Linked DNA regions of Sus scrofa: all the other regions are linked to region 3. Evidence: chromatin contacts called from public Hi-C and HiChIP or PLAC-seq data. All regions are on one chromosome and are shown on one strand. Each heading gives the region's core, a stretch centred on a gene start, on an enhancer-like site or on the middle of the called end of the contact. The rest is flanking DNA. Distances are from core to core; before and after follow the strand shown.

Evidence for each region. Hi-C and Micro-C count contacts between places; a contact is called where the count stands out from the background. HiChIP or PLAC-seq counts read pairs in DNA pulled down with a chosen protein or histone mark.
Region 1: a contact with region 3 is called in an H3K27ac HiChIP or PLAC-seq map of alveolar macrophages. The contact joins the promoter of REPS1 here to the promoter of HECA in region 3. A contact is called at or near these places in 2 of 47 Hi-C or Micro-C datasets (liver and skeletal muscle) and 1 of 2 datasets of contacts at active chromatin or transcription factors (alveolar macrophages).
Region 2: a Hi-C map of subcutaneous adipose tissue shows a contact between it and region 3, with 2.1 times the contacts expected there. The contact joins the enhancer-like site here to the promoter of HECA in region 3. A contact is called at or near these places in 1 of 5 promoter capture datasets (fetal liver), 7 of 47 Hi-C or Micro-C datasets (alveolar macrophages, blood, embryonic fibroblasts and 3 more) and 2 of 2 datasets of contacts at active chromatin or transcription factors (alveolar macrophages and skeletal muscle).

Annotation. Positions count from the first base shown.
Region 1 is chr1:25,479,896-25,482,595 of Sscrofa11.1, forward strand. It overlaps REPS1 (ralBP1-associated Eps domain-containing protein 1), which reads left to right and starts at 1,388. Exons shown (of 20, transcript XM_021087342.1): 1 at 1,388-1,867. The coding sequence starts at 1,715.
Region 2 is chr1:25,295,155-25,297,854 of Sscrofa11.1, forward strand. No RefSeq gene overlaps it. Among named protein-coding and RNA genes, the nearest start is that of HECA, 68 kb to the right of the region's middle. Within about 2 kb of position 1,262, at least 16 of the 83 cell types and tissues checked have an H3K27ac peak or open chromatin away from gene starts, as enhancers often do. A contact at or near this core is called in fetal liver, retroperitoneal adipose tissue and subcutaneous adipose tissue, where this site is marked.
Region 3 is chr1:25,362,766-25,365,465 of Sscrofa11.1, forward strand. It overlaps HECA (headcase protein homolog), which reads right to left and starts at 1,318. Exons shown (of 4, transcript XM_021087304.1): 1 at 765-1,318. The coding sequence starts at 1,026.

The DNA of each region.
Region 1 (2,700 bases), core at 138-2,637, 120 kb after region 3:
AAAAAAAAAAAAAAAAAAAAAAAGACTGTAAATCTGTCATAATTTTCTTTCTTGGGCCCTTTGTAAGACCAGTACCTCTCTCTGGGGAGTAATGTGTAGAAGACAAAATGAAAACCAAAACTGAAAAATCTAATTCTGTACTAGCTGCTGTTTTTGAAATATTTCCTATTTGCTAAGGATAAACTCTTTTTTTTTTTTTTTTTTTTTTTTGCTTTTTAGGGGCTGCATTTTGCAGCATATGGAAGTTCCTGGCTAGTATGGGAACTATAGCTGCCGGCCATAGCAATGCCAGATCCCAGCCACATCTGCGACCTATACCACAACTTAGAGTAACACGGATCCTTAACCCAGTGAGCGAGGCCAGGGATCAAATCCGCATCCTCATGGATACTAGTGGAGCTCATTACCGCTGAGCCAAAACGGGAACTTCCAAGGATAAACTCTTGTTAAGATATTCTATTTAAGGTATCTCGAGAATTACCTCTCTTATGGGTGCAGCAGAGAACAGTGCAGTCACATGATCTTCAGAAAGGAGGAAATTAGGGGTGGCAGGAGAAATTCTTGGTGGCCAGAACCACCTTGTCCAGAGAGAAAAATTTCCCCAACTTCCTCCTCTATTCAGCAAGTTTGGCTTGGAGCAAGAGTGGAAGTTAGGTCTCTGTAGTGGTGTCTACACGATGAGAGTTCTCAGATGGAATAGATGCTCATAGCCCTTCAAAACATATAGAAATATTGAACTGATCCTCAATTATTAATTGACCTCAAAGGGTACAACAGAACAATAACAATAACCTTAACAGTTTTCCCCTTTCAGTCAATGTTTATTAACAGTTAGTGCCAAAAGCTTTGAAAACAATCCAAACTGCAGCTTTGTATCTGAGTTCTCCTGGTCTGAATGCGCTGCGCGCTGTTCCCCCCCTTCCCGCCCCCAGCCGCAGACCGCAGACCAGCTCGCAGGGGTCCCAGCTCCTCCAGCCCGCCGCGCCGACGGCCGCTCCGCCGCGGGGCTCCAGCCACCAGGGGGCGCTGCGGCCCCCTCTCCCGGGAGCGGCCGAGCCAGCCCGGTGGGTGTTGCTCTCTCCCTCTCGCGCTCTCTCCTCCCGGCCTCACATCCGGGTCTGGAGCGGGGCCGCCGCTGTCAGTGTCGGTGCGGTCGCGTCGGGGGCCGGGCCGGGGCGCAGTAAATGGCGGCGGAGGGAGGCGGAGCGGCTGCCGCGCTCAGCCTAGAGCCCCCGAAACTTTAGACTAGAAGCCCCACAACTTTTCTGGGAAGTGCTGCCGCTCCGGGGGCGTGGACGGAAGGGGAAGGCGAGGCGGGAAGTCTGGGGGGTGGGGGGAAGCGGCGGGGAGCCGGGGAGACTCGAACCCGCGGCGGGGGCGGAGTCCGCTCGCGCCTCGCGCCGCCGCGGCCCCCGCCTCCTTCCCCGCGTTCTCCTCGCGGCCGCTGAGGCGGAGCGGGAGCCGCGCGACGCGCCGAGCCCGGGACTGCGCGGGGCCTCGTAGGCGGCGGCGCGCCGAGCTCAGCCGGGCCCCCTTCCCGCGACCTCCCAGCCCTGCAGCTCCGACGCCCCCCGCGCGCGCGAGGCCGGGGCTTTCCGCTGCTTCGGGAGGCGAGGAGGAGGAGGCCGGGCGACGCGCAGCCGTCATCCCGGGGTCGCGGGGCCGGGCCCCGGGTGTTGCATGCGGGGCGGGGCGGCCGTGAGCGGAGGCGAAGATGGAAGGTTTAACGCTCAGCGATGCGGAGCAGAAATACTACTCGGATCTCTTCTCCTACTGCGACATCGAGAGCACCAAGAAGGTGGCGGCCAACGGGCGGGTGCTGGAGCTGTTCCGGGCCGCGCAGCTACCCAACGACGTGGTCCTCCAGGTAACGCCACCGCCCTCCCTTCCTGCCGCGTCCGGGGGTCGGCGGACGGCCGAGGGGTCGCCTCTCGGCGGCTCGGGCCTCCAGCCTCTTGCTTCCGCGGGGTGGGAGTGGGCACTGTTTCCAGAAGGGCGAATGGTGGGCAGGTTCCCCCCGGCTCCTCCGCTGCGGGCCGGGGCCGCAGGTGCCCGGGCGGCCGGGATTCGCGAGGGGGAGGGGGTCGCTCCTCGAGGACAAAAGTCAAGCAAATATACAGTGGGGGGGGAGGGTCTGTGTATTATCTCTGAAGCGCCTAAGTCGTGTATCTCTCGGTTGTCCCTTAGAATCTGTTTTTCAGCACTGGAAAAGCAACTTCAGATGCAGGATCTTGGATTGTTACCATGTCTTTGAATCCTAGGTCTTGGTAGTGTATATGTAGCTCTTAGGATCCTACATTGCGGTGAAGTTATCAGTGTAGGCAAAATGTTTTTTAATTCTTGAATTAGCCGAGCAGACACGATAAAGTCGTTTTTATAGACTCAGGAATCGAAAAAGCTTTTTTTTTTTTTTTTAAGGCAGTTAAATTCTTAGGAAGATTAAAAAATTTGAACTTTCAGCTAGTAGTTTGCTTCAGATATGAAAAGAACTTTAACTATAGGATGCGTGGCTGATGTAAACTGGATGGTTTTCCCATTGGCATTCCATAGCATTTGGTGGAACTTGTGGATTGGGTTGGAAGATAAGCATTGAGCAACTGGAAGTCAAAGGTGCATATTTGCCTCAATCTGTAGCATCAGAGGAACAAGCAGAGTAAGTCTTAAGCTTTCTTCATCACGTCTGCTTTTAAAGGAGAAGGC
Region 2 (2,700 bases), core at 12-2,511, 68 kb before region 3:
ATTTGCCAGGCATTCATCAGACACAAATGAGATGATCCACACATGGATTCATCTCTCTGAGAAGTTGCTTCATATCTACTTAAAGTTTAAAAAGACACAGCTACTGTCTCTCTCTTCAAAGTGGACAAGGATTTGCTAGTGTGGCAGATATTCACCCCATAAACAAAGAGACCAGAGAAAACCAAATCTCAATGGCTCATGGTTTCCCAGCACTATGTGTATAAGAGTTTAAGTTTGAATTAGAGAGAAAGAGGGGGCACAGTATTGATTGCCTTGGTCCATCCGGGCTCCTATAGCAAAATATCATAGACTCAGTGGCTTAGAAACAATAGAAATTTATATCTCCCAGTTCTGGAGGCTGGGAAGTCCAAGATCAAGGTGCTGGCAGATTCGATGTCTGATGAGAACACCCTTCCTGGCTTATAGATGGCCATCTTTGCACTGTGTCCTCCTGTGGTATAAAGGGTGAGAAAGTTCTCTGGAGCCTGTTTTCCAAGGTCATTAATCCTATTCATGAGGCTCCACCCTTATGACCTAATCACCCCTCAAGGGCCCCACCTCTTAATACCATCACATTGGGGACTAGAATTTCAACATAGGAATTTAAGGGGAACACAAACATTCAGTCCATAACACTGCTTGAGACTCAGCTGTCAGACAATGGTGGGAAATTACTGTGACCATATTTTCTATACCCCAAGTAGAGGGAGGCACTGTCTGACAAAGGCTAATGCTCTTACATCAGCAATAAGACGAAAGGTTGGAAATCAAGACCGACCAGGAGAAGCCAGCCCATAGGTATAAAAATATAATCCTGTCGCTGTTTCAAGATATTCTTGATTTTTCACTAACTTGGTTCCAAGATGTGGCTTCAGAAAGCTGGCCATTTTCATGAGATTATCCAGACCAGAGTTACAGGAGGGAAGAGCCTGCCTGGAGTCTAATCTTAGCCTCCAATCTGCTCCCAGACCGTCTGCGGGGTACCAGATAACAGATTCCTAACCTGCTTTTTTAGACAGTAGCTTTGCTTCTTGCCATCCGCAGCCTCACAGACAGATTCCAAAGGCCTTTACTCTGAAACTGACTGCAAGGAGAGACAGTCGTTAGCAGCTGCCACCACACTGATAATGGGTTTGTGCTGCTGCTTGCCCAAGAAGCTGCTATGAGTTGATCTGCATTCCTGCCTGCCCAAACCCAGAGCCAATGCACTGCTGCCGGCTTCCACACAGAGAGCAGGAGCGCCACCTGCTGAAGCAATGCAGGCTAGCTGGCATCGCTGCCAGCTTGTCACCCAGCAACAGGCATGAAAACCACCTTTGTACAGGGATTAAGGAGGCCTCCTCTTCTGCCAACGTTACTGTTTACCACGATCAGGCTGAAAACATCTCAAGGAAGTTTATTTTGCTCTGAACAAACGAAACCAAACTGCAGTTGGGATCCAGGCTATATTCCACTTAAGTGAGATGTGGACAAGTCAGCAACTCCAGAGTTTGACATAGAACATGGGTTTTTGTTTTGTTTTTTTCCCTTTGGCCTCCCCAGAGCATATGGAGTTCCCAGACTAGGGGTCAGATCCGAGCTGTAGTCGCAAGCCAAGCCAAGGCAAGGCAACTCGGGATCTTTAACACACTGTGACAGGTGGGGGATTGAACCTGCATCCCAGGCTCCCGAAATGCCATCGATCCCCTTCCCCGACAGTGGGAACTTCAGAACACAGTTATTAAGGGCTTTACCCTGAACCAAATGCTGGGTGAGGCATTAAGGACGGATGAATGATCTACATTAGACCAACAACAGAAAGATGATAAACCTACATCTGCATGCCACAACTGACAAACACATTCAAGGAAACTAAACACAATTTACTCCACAGAGACTGTATCTCAAAGTAAGGAATTTAGGGGATCTGGGTTTTCCATCTTTCCCTGGTTCTGTCACCTCTGTCACTAAGCCTAGATTAAGAAGTCATAATGACTTCTTTACTGTTTTGTTTTGCTTTGCTTTTTGAGTCACCAAATAACAAATAACATATTTGGAATGTTGTTCTCAAAATAACTGCTTTGCAGATGCCCTAAGCATCCTCTTGGCCTGCCTCTCAGAAAATTTTGCCAGGACAACTCTCAAAATGCTAAATCCTTTCCCCATACTCATAAATTCTACATCTGCTAATAGCACATTTCCAACAATGATCAATAAACAACGTATCAAGTCAAGAAGTCAACGCAGTGACGTGGTCACACTTTTTAAGCTGAGCAGCAGAAACTGAGCATCCTGGGCAGGGTTGGGGGCATGCTCTTCCCTACTGAGAGATCCTGGTGATTCAGCTGCTGTGCATAGCCATCATTCAAGCATATTCTAGTGGGCTGGACAGGTGAGCCTCCTCCTCTAGGAAAAGACCAGGTAAACATAAATGATAGGAAATAGGCAAAGAAGTGTTACGTTTGATGCAAGATACACAGGTTTAAGGGAGAATTCAGTATACAACACAAACTAAGTTAAAATTTCTTAAGCTACTACTGTGAAAATTATATTTGAGTTCCTGCTAAAGTTTCTGATATTTTACTATGATTTTATTTCATTTTCTTCATTTATTTTTTTGGCCTCACCTGTGTCATATGAAGTTCCCAGGCCAGGGACTGAATCCGAACCACAGCTGCAACCTACATCAGAGCTGTAGCAATGCTGGATCCTTAACTGACT
Region 3 (2,700 bases), core at 68-2,567:
GGTGCATTCAGGCACAACCTAAGATTATTAGGCTTCCTTCTGAAAATGCGAAGCAGAATTAACCAGAGGATGATTTTTTTTTTTTTAAACTCCCGGGCTGAGAACGGAAGTCAAGTTCAGATTCTCTTCCTTCCTCAAGTGAGCAAGAGAATTAAAGAGCACCCCCACCCAGCGACACACACACACACACACACACACGCACGCACACACACACCCTACAGTAAAAATGTCTCGGGGCCTCTTCACCTGTGGCAATCGACACAGCAAGCCTCGATTTGCAGGGATTTGAAGCTCTTCTTCATTCGGTGGGTGGGGAAGGCGGGTGGGTGAGGGGAGCGCAGGGAAAAATGAACTGGTGCCTAAGTTTTCAATCGGATCATTCTTCTCAACTTGGGCACTTCCTTCCTTCTTTCTTACCCCCAGCCCGGGGCACACACATGGCTTTGCCAGCGCGGGCACGATGGGCAGGGCCCGAGGGGTACGGCGCCTCAGTCCGGCACCCGGGCGCCCCTCCGGGTCTGCGACTCAGGCTGCCCGGGGCGCGCGATTCGTGCGCCCCGCGGACACTGACCTGTGGCCGCCGATCGATCGCCACCGCCGGGCGTGGGGACCGGGAAGGGGCAGCCGCGGCGGGGCGGAGGGGCGGGGTGAGCACTTCCTGACTCTCGCATTGTCCACGCATCGCCCGCGCCACCCAGGGCCCCACCGCCGCGCCGTCCCCGTCGGGGAGGAAGTTGGCGCTCGCACCGCCGGCCCCGTCTTACCGTTCTTGGCTTCTCCGGCGGCTGCAGCCCCCGCGGCGGCTGCGGCGTTGGCGGCGCCCGGCCCCGCGCCTCCCGCGCCCGCGGCGCCCACGGTGCCCGGCGCGCCAGCAGCGGCCGCTCCGCAGCCGGCCGCTGCCGCCAGGGCCCCCCCGGCCGCCGCGCCCGCCGCTGCCAGGGCCCCGGCTCCATTTTCCTGCTCGTCCCCGCTGCTGTTGGCGCGCTTGTTTTTGCGGCCGCCTTTACTGTTTTTGGGGTTGGGCATCTCGCGAGCGTCCAGGTGCCCCGCAGCGGCGAAGGCGGCTCCCCGCGGTGCCGGGAGGCCGAGGACCGAGGGCGCGGGCCGGCGGCTCCTCAGGCTCCCGTCCAGTCGCGCGGCCCGCGCCGCGCCATCCCGGCCGCCGCGCCCTCCCCGGCTTCCTGGAGCCGGGACGCAGCCACTCGAGGCTCGCAGCCGCGCGGGCGCCGCGGGCTCGGAGCGCGAGCGAGACGCTCCAGAGCCGGAGGGAAAAGGCGGGTCTCGGGCTTGTTTTGATTCGGCTTCGCTGACACGCTCTGGCCCCGCCCCTGCCCGTGACGACACTGGGGATTCGGCCTGGCCGCGCCCACCAGGTGACCTCACGGCGGCCGAGCCCGCCCGCATGACGTCACGCCCCGCACAGAGCCAGCCACCTTCAAGTGACGTCATCTGGGCGCCCACACTCGAGGGCCTCTACGGACTCCCTTTCCTGAAATGGGCCCCATTGCCAATTTGGGGGCGTCTAAAGCTACTAGATGGCCTCCTGACCTTCATGCAATTGAGGCTTAGAACAATATGGTACTGGAAAAAATAGGCAGGTGACCAGAAAAAAACTGGAAAATAAAGGATTTCGGATTAATCATCCATCAAAACGGTTTGCCATTAAAAACAATCTTAGATTCAGTAACAAAGAAATAGGGTCGAATTCCTAGACAATGGGGAAGAACAGCAGAATCCCTGAATGGAAGGCCAAAGCAGCCTAGTGGTAAAACAGCCCATTCAAACAAGACCCAGCATTCAGGGATGAAACTAAACGTTGACTGTGACTAAGAAGCAGACCTTGCCTGGGAGGGAAATTCAGTCCCTGTGGATAGGACTGAGTTGTCCTGAAAGATAAGTGGCCACTGCTATGAGCAGGTGGAGATTAGAAGGTGACACCTGTGACAAGACAGTGACTTGGACAGGGAACCTGGGAAAAGTTTCATATGATCTCTTTTTCTGCCTTTTCCAAGACTAGCTCCTTCCTCAGGTCCCAGCTTAAACACATCACTTCCTTCAGGATGATATAACTGAGACCCCTCTGCAGAAGAGTTATCAGAAGCATCACCCTGTTTATTTTCCTCACTCGTCTCTAATTACATTGTCAATGTACATTATTTCCTATCACCTTCTCACTCAAATGAAAGCTCCATAGGTGGGAGAAGAAAGCTCTATAGGTGGGAGATTTTATCTGTCTTGGGCACCTCAAAGGACAGCTAGCATATATTTGTTGGACGTATAAATTCTTTCCCCATGAACTATGGAGGGAACACTGTGTTAGTTGACAATTTACAGTTCTCCTGTATAGTATGATCTCCCTTAACTAGCCCAGCACTCCAGCAAAGACTCTTGGGGTGTGTTCTGAAGCATAAAGAGTCAGGCAGGGACTTCCCTCCCTGTCCTCACCTAATGGGGAGATTCTGATGGGGAACTCTGGGCATTCATTGCAGAGTCCACAGCAGAGCCTGGAACTGCAAGGAAGAGCACTAGACACTCAGGAGCAATTGCTGGTTGGACTTTTCAGGAGGACAGTGACGAATCTTTTAATTCCTTAATTTTTTTTTTTTTTTTACAGGAAAGTAACCCTTTACAGTGCCATATTCACAGTTACAATAGATATTTTGTGCCTATATTTTTATATCTCTTCCTTCCCCATCTCAA